2 separate regions of the Gasterosteus aculeatus genome follow, and region 2 is linked to region 1. A link is a contact called in public Hi-C data. All regions are on one chromosome and are shown on one strand. The core of a region is the stretch at or near the end of the contact, and the rest is flanking DNA. Distances in the headings are between cores, read along the strand shown. Region 1 holds the start of LOC120832182 (T-box-containing protein TBX6L). Region 2 has its middle 12 kb from the start of LOC120832077.

The links. A called contact is a pair of places that touch in the nucleus more often than the background predicts.
Region 2: a Hi-C map of tail fin shows a contact between it and region 1, with 7 times the contacts expected there. The contact joins the enhancer-like site here to the promoter of LOC120832182 in region 1. A contact is called at or near these places in 3 of 6 Hi-C or Micro-C datasets (skeletal muscle, tail fin and whole body).

The regions. Positions count from the first base shown.
Region 1 is chr14:10,132,447-10,136,469 of fGasAcu3.hap1.1, forward strand. LOC120832182 (T-box-containing protein TBX6L) reads right to left here and starts at 2,006. Exons shown (of 9, transcript XM_078088436.1): 1 at 1,933-2,006; 2 at 974-1,513; 3 at 708-810; 4 at 1-101. The coding sequence starts at 1,101.
Region 2 is chr14:10,261,316-10,265,338 of fGasAcu3.hap1.1, forward strand. No RefSeq gene overlaps it. Among protein-coding and RNA genes, the nearest start is that of LOC120832077, 12 kb to the right of the region's middle. Within about 2 kb of position 1,821, at least 2 of the 9 cell types and tissues checked have open chromatin away from gene starts, as enhancers often do.

The DNA.
Region 1 (4,023 bases), core at 756-3,255:
ATCCAGTGACTTCCCGGGGCAGGAGAGTCTGGGTGCACGTACGTCCGACACGGGGGCTGAGGCTCTGCCTTCCCTGCGGCCTCCCACTGCTCCTTTTTCCACTGCAGAGAAACAGTGAGGGGGGGGGGGGGGGGGGGGGATGCAAAGTCATCAAGCATCACACCTCAGGGCATGTCTGATTAATCAGAAGTCTCGCCGAAGCATGAAATACGTTTATTTTTTCTTCTTTTTTTTAACAATACAATTCAGAGAGGGGGTGCATTGTGTTTAGAATGTTTTATTAAGGGGTAATAATAAACTATCCCTGTTTCAACAAATTCACCCCCCCACCCATGAAACCAAAGTCTCTCAAAGCTCTTCTAAAGTCCTTTCCCTTTATTATGTACCTCTTTGTTTCAAGTGTGTGCCCAAAGCGATATCTGTGACCAAATGGGCCTCAGCAGTTGGTGCAAGAGTCGTTGGATGTATGAATGGGCCGACTGCTACTCATTCAACGATATGTGAATAAGGAGGGATGCTAATTGATGGGGCTTCCAGCCGGGACTGCACAAACAGGAAGCAATGAAAGGCTTTGAAATGCGGCCGTGAGCGGCTCAAAGTGGGCAGACCCGCGTCTGGCCGCAGACTGTTGCGTTTTTTTTTGTTGCATTCTGCTGTTTTTTCATCCACCAAATGATCAACTCCAGCGCTAAACAGTATGCGCTTACCTTGTATTTGAAGCCGTCTGCGGGGACCATGTCTATCATGACGACGTAATTAGCGAAAGGTTGGAGCCCAGATAGACTGATGCTGCAGTGGGGAAACATCCTCCTGAAGCAAAACACAAGAGTTGTGTAAAAATATGTGCAACTCCTTTGCTCTTTTAGCGCAGCATCTTTTAGCATAGGACAATGTGTTACAGACAAGGTGATAAATGACACGATCACTATTGGCAGAAAGGAGAGAAGTAGAATTTGTTGGGCAGGATTGGTACCTTCCATGCTTTGTAATAATCATCTCTGTTCCAAAAGTATGGAAGGACTTCCAGAGATCAGCGTTCTCGAGAGTCATCCTGATGGAGTCCTGCTGGTACGAGTCAGCTGCTGGGGGGGACCGGGTCATCCTCAGACTTGATTTGTTCTGTAGGGAAAACACGCATGTGAACAACTCTGCAAAATCGGATGTGTTTATAAAACATGTGGCTGATTCATAGAAAAGTCATCAGGGGTTATTGAATACAGTCACACCCTGTAATCAATTGCATTTCAATTGAAAGCAAAGTAAAATAAATAAAAATAACTTTTCAATTCACGGTGGTTCGTGTGAGAACAAACCGCTGCATTCCATTTCACATTGTTGTCATACAGCACAGTCAGATCTGATTCCACAAAACTTACCAGAAACGTGTTGCTTGTTACTTTGTCTGCCTGTTATCGACACCAACGCCGCCTTGAGACAAAGTGCTGCTTTCAGATGTTCTCAGATGGGTCTCTATCCTGCTGAACTCGATTGGTCATCACAGAAAGGGCGGAGTCTGGACAGCGGAGGGGAGGGTAGATGGAGGGGAATGGGGGCCAGGTGAGAGTGTTACCTGATCTTGTTCAATTTCCCTGGTATCGGAATGTACGCTTACAGAAATAGCCATGAAGAAAGGCGTTTGGGTTTTATTCTAAGCATGTCTTTAAAAAAAATAATATGAAAAGATAACTCCATAAAAGTGCCATGGAGAGATAAATACATACAATCCCTGCGTGTGACTATTCTTGATTTACTGTCTGTTTGGCTTGGCTGTTGTTATCTTCTGAACAAGACATTGAGGGGTTAGAATACAAACTTAATGATGGGTCGTAAATAATTTTGCAGATACTGATGAAAGAGAGTAAACCACCCGCCACCGGATTCTGGTGCACTCATATTCTGTGTGTGTGTGTGTGTTAGGCCTGAGAAGCATACAAGATTCTCTCTCCTTCAGTCCAAGTTGAGGGACAGTGAGTAGAATTCCAAGGTGCCTCTGGGGGGAGGGGGGGGGGGGGGGGGGGGGGGCAGGCAGACATGTCCCTTCCTGGCAGCTCTGGTTGTGTATTGAGAAGAGATCACAAGATTGCAGAGGTGATTGGGAGTTGCAGTGAAGCCTTAAACAATGCTGGTAATCCTGTGGGGGCATTTGGGCCCGGCCCTCCACCCCGTGTTACTTCCACCCTGGGAGGTGTGGGAGGGAGGGGGGGAGGCGGGGGCTCTTTGCTGGAGCAAGAAGTTAGCAGCCCGTTTATATGCATGACTGACGGGAGGAAGCAGTTCAGGACTTTAGAGGATATTTAAGGAATTCAAAGCAACTTGTTTGTTTAATACTAAATGGATTTTATTGCACCAAACATGTTCCATCCTCCTGCTTCATGGAAAGGTTCAGTCATATAATACATACATTTGTGAGGTTATTGAGATACCATCAGTGTAAAGATCCTACTGCTTCAATGATGAGCTGGAACATGTGAATACAGAATAAATGATACAGTCTGACAGTGGAACAAAAACTAGATGGGTGGTTACAACTTTGACATTCGTAAGATAAAAAGAAAAAGGTGTTGTAAATTATTTCTACTTACTTCAATAAATCAAACGTATTGCATCAAGGTTTCAGATGAGCTGTTCTGAACCATCAATTTACCAAAGAATATAAATCAAAAGGAATCTGTAACAGCATTGATATTTCTCGTCCCTCAGTGAGCTGAGATTTGTGAGGAGAAACTCAGCCTTCAGAATGACCAGACACCTCATTTAAGGTGATGAATGTTTTTCAATTTTATTATGATTCTATTTCATTCCTACTTGGCTTTATTGACCGTTTTCTATTAACTACTCTACAGTAACTCTTTTTTCCCTTCTGATTATGTAATGGTAAAGTGGTTGAGGATGTACTGTAGAGTATTTTCATAGTATTTAGCTGATCTCTGCTGATTTCACAGCACACGCAGCCTTTGTTAGAACTTTACGAAATGTGTCAGCGCATGTTGACATATTCTCTGTTTAAATCAACTTCTGGTTTAAAGATGGATTCCAGTCTATTGCTGCCTGCGGCATGTGTCACATCTGCAACTATACAAAGTCAAGTCTGTGTAGAAGAATATATCAGTACCATCTGCCTCAGCTAATGGTGTTTCGGCATGATTGGGCAGTGCTATAATGGGAATGCAAATGAAATACAGTCGACGTTTGCATTGGATTTTGGGTAATTTGCATCTCAGTTTTAGCCAGTGACAAATCCAACGGAAGAGTAAACTGCAGTGCATGCATGCATGCATGTCCCATTTGTTTGTGTTAGATGTTTGTAGCATTTCTCCTGCATTACATTTGTTTGCTATAGTGTTTCTGTAATGCATCGGATATGCTGCAAAAAAAATAACCCATGGTGCAGGAAATGTTGTGGTTTCCACTTTTTCGAAAAGGTAACCTAAGCTGCATGTGGAAGATGCAGTGCATAACCCTGGTGGTTGTTTGGGGACGCGGCTCTGTGATCTGTTCACCGCTTCGGATGAGGTGGCTGAGTGGGTGGAATCTGACGTACCGCCAAAGCAGGTCATTTTAAATACAGAGGAAGGAAAGGCGTGTTTCGTAGTGTGTGGAGGAAAAATCCATTTTATTTCAATTCTAATTCTAACAAACAGTATCCAGAACCGGGTCATTGTAGCGCATTAAATGTACAACTGATAACTGAAAAGTAATTCGATTGTGATGCTGTATTGTAGAATTGAAGCAAAGTTGTTGTAATGTAATAATGTCCCCAATGTTATGGAAGTTAGTCTAAGATTAACTAGCTTTTACTTGTGTTACGTTTTTTCAATAAAGTAAAATGCTCCATGATATTTAACATCGTACGGCGAATAACAACTTAATGAAACTCTCATTTTATAATACTGCCACCTGCTGGATTCTTTCAAATCTCAAATTGCTTTTAATTAATGATCCGCTCACTCACAATTGTATTAATATGTGGACAATGCGTAATTGTTTATTTATATTCTTATTCATACAGTCTAGCAAATTCCC
Region 2 (4,023 bases), core at 571-3,070, 130 kb after region 1:
GTTGAGGAAATATGAAGACATTTTTAATGCGTTCTATGTTGATGTATTAGTGTGACATCATGACATGTATTTCTATTATTCAGTGCTGTGAAAATGAAAACCAATTGAAATGTTCTGTCCATGTTGGAGAACAGCACAGTTGCTTTCCCAGAGCTGAGTTATGCAACTTGAACTTTTCAAACCCTGGACACAACACGATTGGGGTCGGCTTATCAGTAATTGTGGTCTGACCTGTTAGATGTGGTCATGCAGATGGTACACCAACCTTATCTCTGTGGAGCAGTGGAAGTGTTGCCGTCTGTCGGTTTGTCTCGATGCTTTGGCCTCCACTTTTTGCCTCGGCTTAGTTTGGAGGCTTTTGGACATTCGAATTTAGGGATGACAGAAACTGTCCGGTCCATAACTGGAAACACCAAGCAATCTGTCCGGTCTTCAGCAGCTAGCAGAAGTCTCACAACTCACAGTCGGCTGTGTGTGGGAGAACGCGCTATTGATCTAAATGAATAACCACCAGCTGCACAGATAACAATGACTGAACCAACCATGTGGGATTGTGATTTTGATCTCAGCACTCAAGAAGAAATCGAGGTCTTTCCGTTATTTCATTCAAGCTTATCTCACAGTTTTGTGTATATTAATGAACTTTTGCTTCAACAGGCTTTGTTTGCAAGAACAACAAATTGAGCTTGAGTTATATCCAAACACTATTGTCTGGATATGATCATAAGATATTCAGAATATTTGATAAAATTCTGTTTTTCAGCTAATGGTTGTTTTCAAAGATTTTGTTTTACGGATATGAATAAAGAGTGGTGATCATTTTTGATGTTATGAAATGCATTACTATACGCAATAGTATTTCTGAATTATGGTTGAAATAATAGATTTCAACCATATATATATAACCATATATATATAACCCTAACCCTCTGTCCCAATCCACCTCTCATCGTTTTCAATTACAGTTCGACCGACACGTAAGCCGTACTTAAGGGTTCAGGGTTCATGTCAGTTTCTACCCTTCCATTAGACCAGCCTTATTCTGTTCAGCATTAAAATATTGATTTCACTTTGCACTTGTTACAGAAGGGAGGAGGTCGGTGATATACGGCATCTCATTGTGGCACCTAGCAAGATCCTCTAGTCACTGTAGTTTTGAAGCCATTTCGCAGGCAATGACATAACCAACTCCCACGTGTCGAGACGCGACAAGACAAAAGCATAGTCTCCTCTAAATGACTGAAAACAACAGTCTTTTAGTTCCTGCTGTATTTGGCCTTTATCAAATGGCAACATGAGAAGGAATCAGAGAAGGCTGCCGTCATTGAGGATGTGTGGGATGTAAAACAAACTGCATACGTGGGTGCAACTGTTTCCACGGATAGTCCTATGCATTAAACTATGATGCAGCACTGTGAGTCTATGTTAAACTGGTTAGGTATGAGAAAAAATTTGTTATTCAAAATAACTCATGACATTTAAGGCTTATGTTGTTTTGACCCACCCTTCTCACACTTGACTCGACAGACATGTACTGGCAAGTCAGAGAGGCCAATGCTGCCACGGTATTTTCAGGTCTCTCGTTAAATAATATATAATAAAACCCTTGGCTGCAGGAAATTCCCCCTTTTTGATATCTCAAGGGGGTCATGCAGTTTGGGTTAGTTATTTTCCAATCAAGTATTCATTTCCAGTTATTAGCAGAGTTCTGGAGAGTTAAGAGGCTGAAGATATGCTTGTCAGGATCTATCCTCCTGAGTGATACGGTGTGTGTGTGTCTGTGTGTGTGTGAGCGCAGACGGCTGTGACTGTACACGTGCCCGTGTGTACTCAGGCATACTGCATAATCCTTCAATGAACGTTACTGCCTCTGACTGATGTCCCCCCCCTCCCCCCAGTGGTGCAATAACAGCCTCTGCTTGTTTCTTCTCGTGTGACCCCTCTTCTGTCTCGCTGTTTTTGGAGCCCGTTGGTTACGGGAGGGAGGGGGGGCAAGGGGGGGGGGGGGGGGGGGGGGCAAGGGCGTTGGTGCTTTCAGAGCCACATCTAATAACGCCCCCCTCGTTGGCACAACTGATTGGTTGTAACCATCCGTGTTGGTAACAAAGCAGTATTGTTAAATAACAAGTGCACAAACACCGCGTGGGATGATGCTGCTTATTAGGTGGATATCCATTTTATTTACTGATTACACTCTGATTGCATATCGACTGTGCCGCAGTGTAAGTGGAATTCATCAAATTGAATCTATTACTGAATCTGCTAATCCAACAATGGCAGTAAACCCTCTCGCCCTCAACCGTTTCCATTTTCTCGGACTCTAAACTACAGGCAAACTAGGTCTGTCCACATGTTGTAAATCCTCGGTGCTGGTTTCTCTGAAGTGAGCGAAGACTCTCGCAGGGTTGAATTCTACTTTGAAAATATTAAAGATTGGACGTTTAGCCTCTCCATCAAAGTTTTGTAACTAAAATCCAGTATCATCTGCTCCCTAAAGCCTCGTAATATGTAAGAAACACACAAGCAAAGCAGCATTTGCTTTGAAGCACGCAAATAAAAAACACTTTATACTTCACTGTATGAATAAACATTGCAAGCTGCATATTATTTAAAAAATGTGCTGTGCTTGTGTGAACCATTTTGCAGGTGAAATGGAAATGGGATTAGACCGCTCTTGATCACAAAACCAATTTGTCTTTAGCTTGCAGCGTCTCCTTTTTTTCGAATTCTTCACCCACAACCTTCTTCCCTTGCTGCAGATACAGTACTGTATGATTCACAAGGTTGCAAATCATTTGATTGTTTGTCAGTTCAATAAATTAAAATTCATTTGATAACCCCAAATCTTATATCCCTAATTTGCCTCAGAAGGCTTTAGAATCAGTACGGCATATTACATTCTCTGTCTCGGGACCCTCACGTACAAAGTGTTCATCAATCTCTTTTAAATCTGATGAAAGATAATGAAGAAACAGTTAAAAATAACTGTTTTTGAAGCTTTAAGTTTAGGCATGTGTCACTTCTTTCACTCCCCTGTGATGTTGCCTTACTGCTGAGTTAATTGCTTTTCCAATGCTTTGCGCGCCAATTTGTGGCTCACACGTAGTTGTTCTTTAATCTCTGTCACAGGCTGGACAATGTGCAGTGTTGTTGTTTTCTTTCATTCAATCTCTCAGAATTCTCTAGATAGCTTGTTTATAACCTCACATACTCTATTTACCATTAAAAAAAAAGTCTGTTATTGTTTTGTCAAAAGCTATGATGTCCGTGTCTTTTAAATCTAATTTCTTTCATCAATACATTTCATATCAGCAATGAATCACCACATGGTTAACGTTAGAAGAAAAATTATACTTTGTCTTTAAATTATATAATAATAATGTTGTAATGTAAGGCAACAACTGCCACTATAACTGTCAATCAACCGCTTCAGGCAGATGTTTCTTTCATTGTTTTATTCTGATTTTAAAGAAGCAATTGTCACCTAAACTCAACCTAGAGGTAGAAACATTTTCCCACGGACTCCAATTCAATTAGTCTACTTTCTGAGTCACTCATACTTCTAAACTAAAGCTTTTCTTGACTGCATACTGAGGTTAATATGGTGATGCCATCGTTCATTGGAATGTGGTCGGCGGCTAATTTTTAAAATCAATTATACTTCAAATTTGCCAACATAACTGGAGTTTCAAAGCAACGGTCCGAGTATGCTCCGCTGCATACGTACAAGTATTCAAATTAAACGTTATTCTTTTTACTCTAGGAGCTGCATGTTTGGGTGGGTAAAATACAAAAAAAAAGTATTGTCCTGCTCAATTTTGACTTACCCTCCTTTGTGCCGGTACCACTTATCAGCCGGACATGTGGGGTGAAGAATGACAAACGCAGAAGGTGGACGTGTGTGTGCTACAAGTGGGTGGGAAAACAATGACACATTTCAGAGAGATTCCGTCAGCTGTGTTGTTATAAAAGGACTCAGCGAAATACGGCATGATCTGCCTCACTGTCCCTTCCTCCACTAAA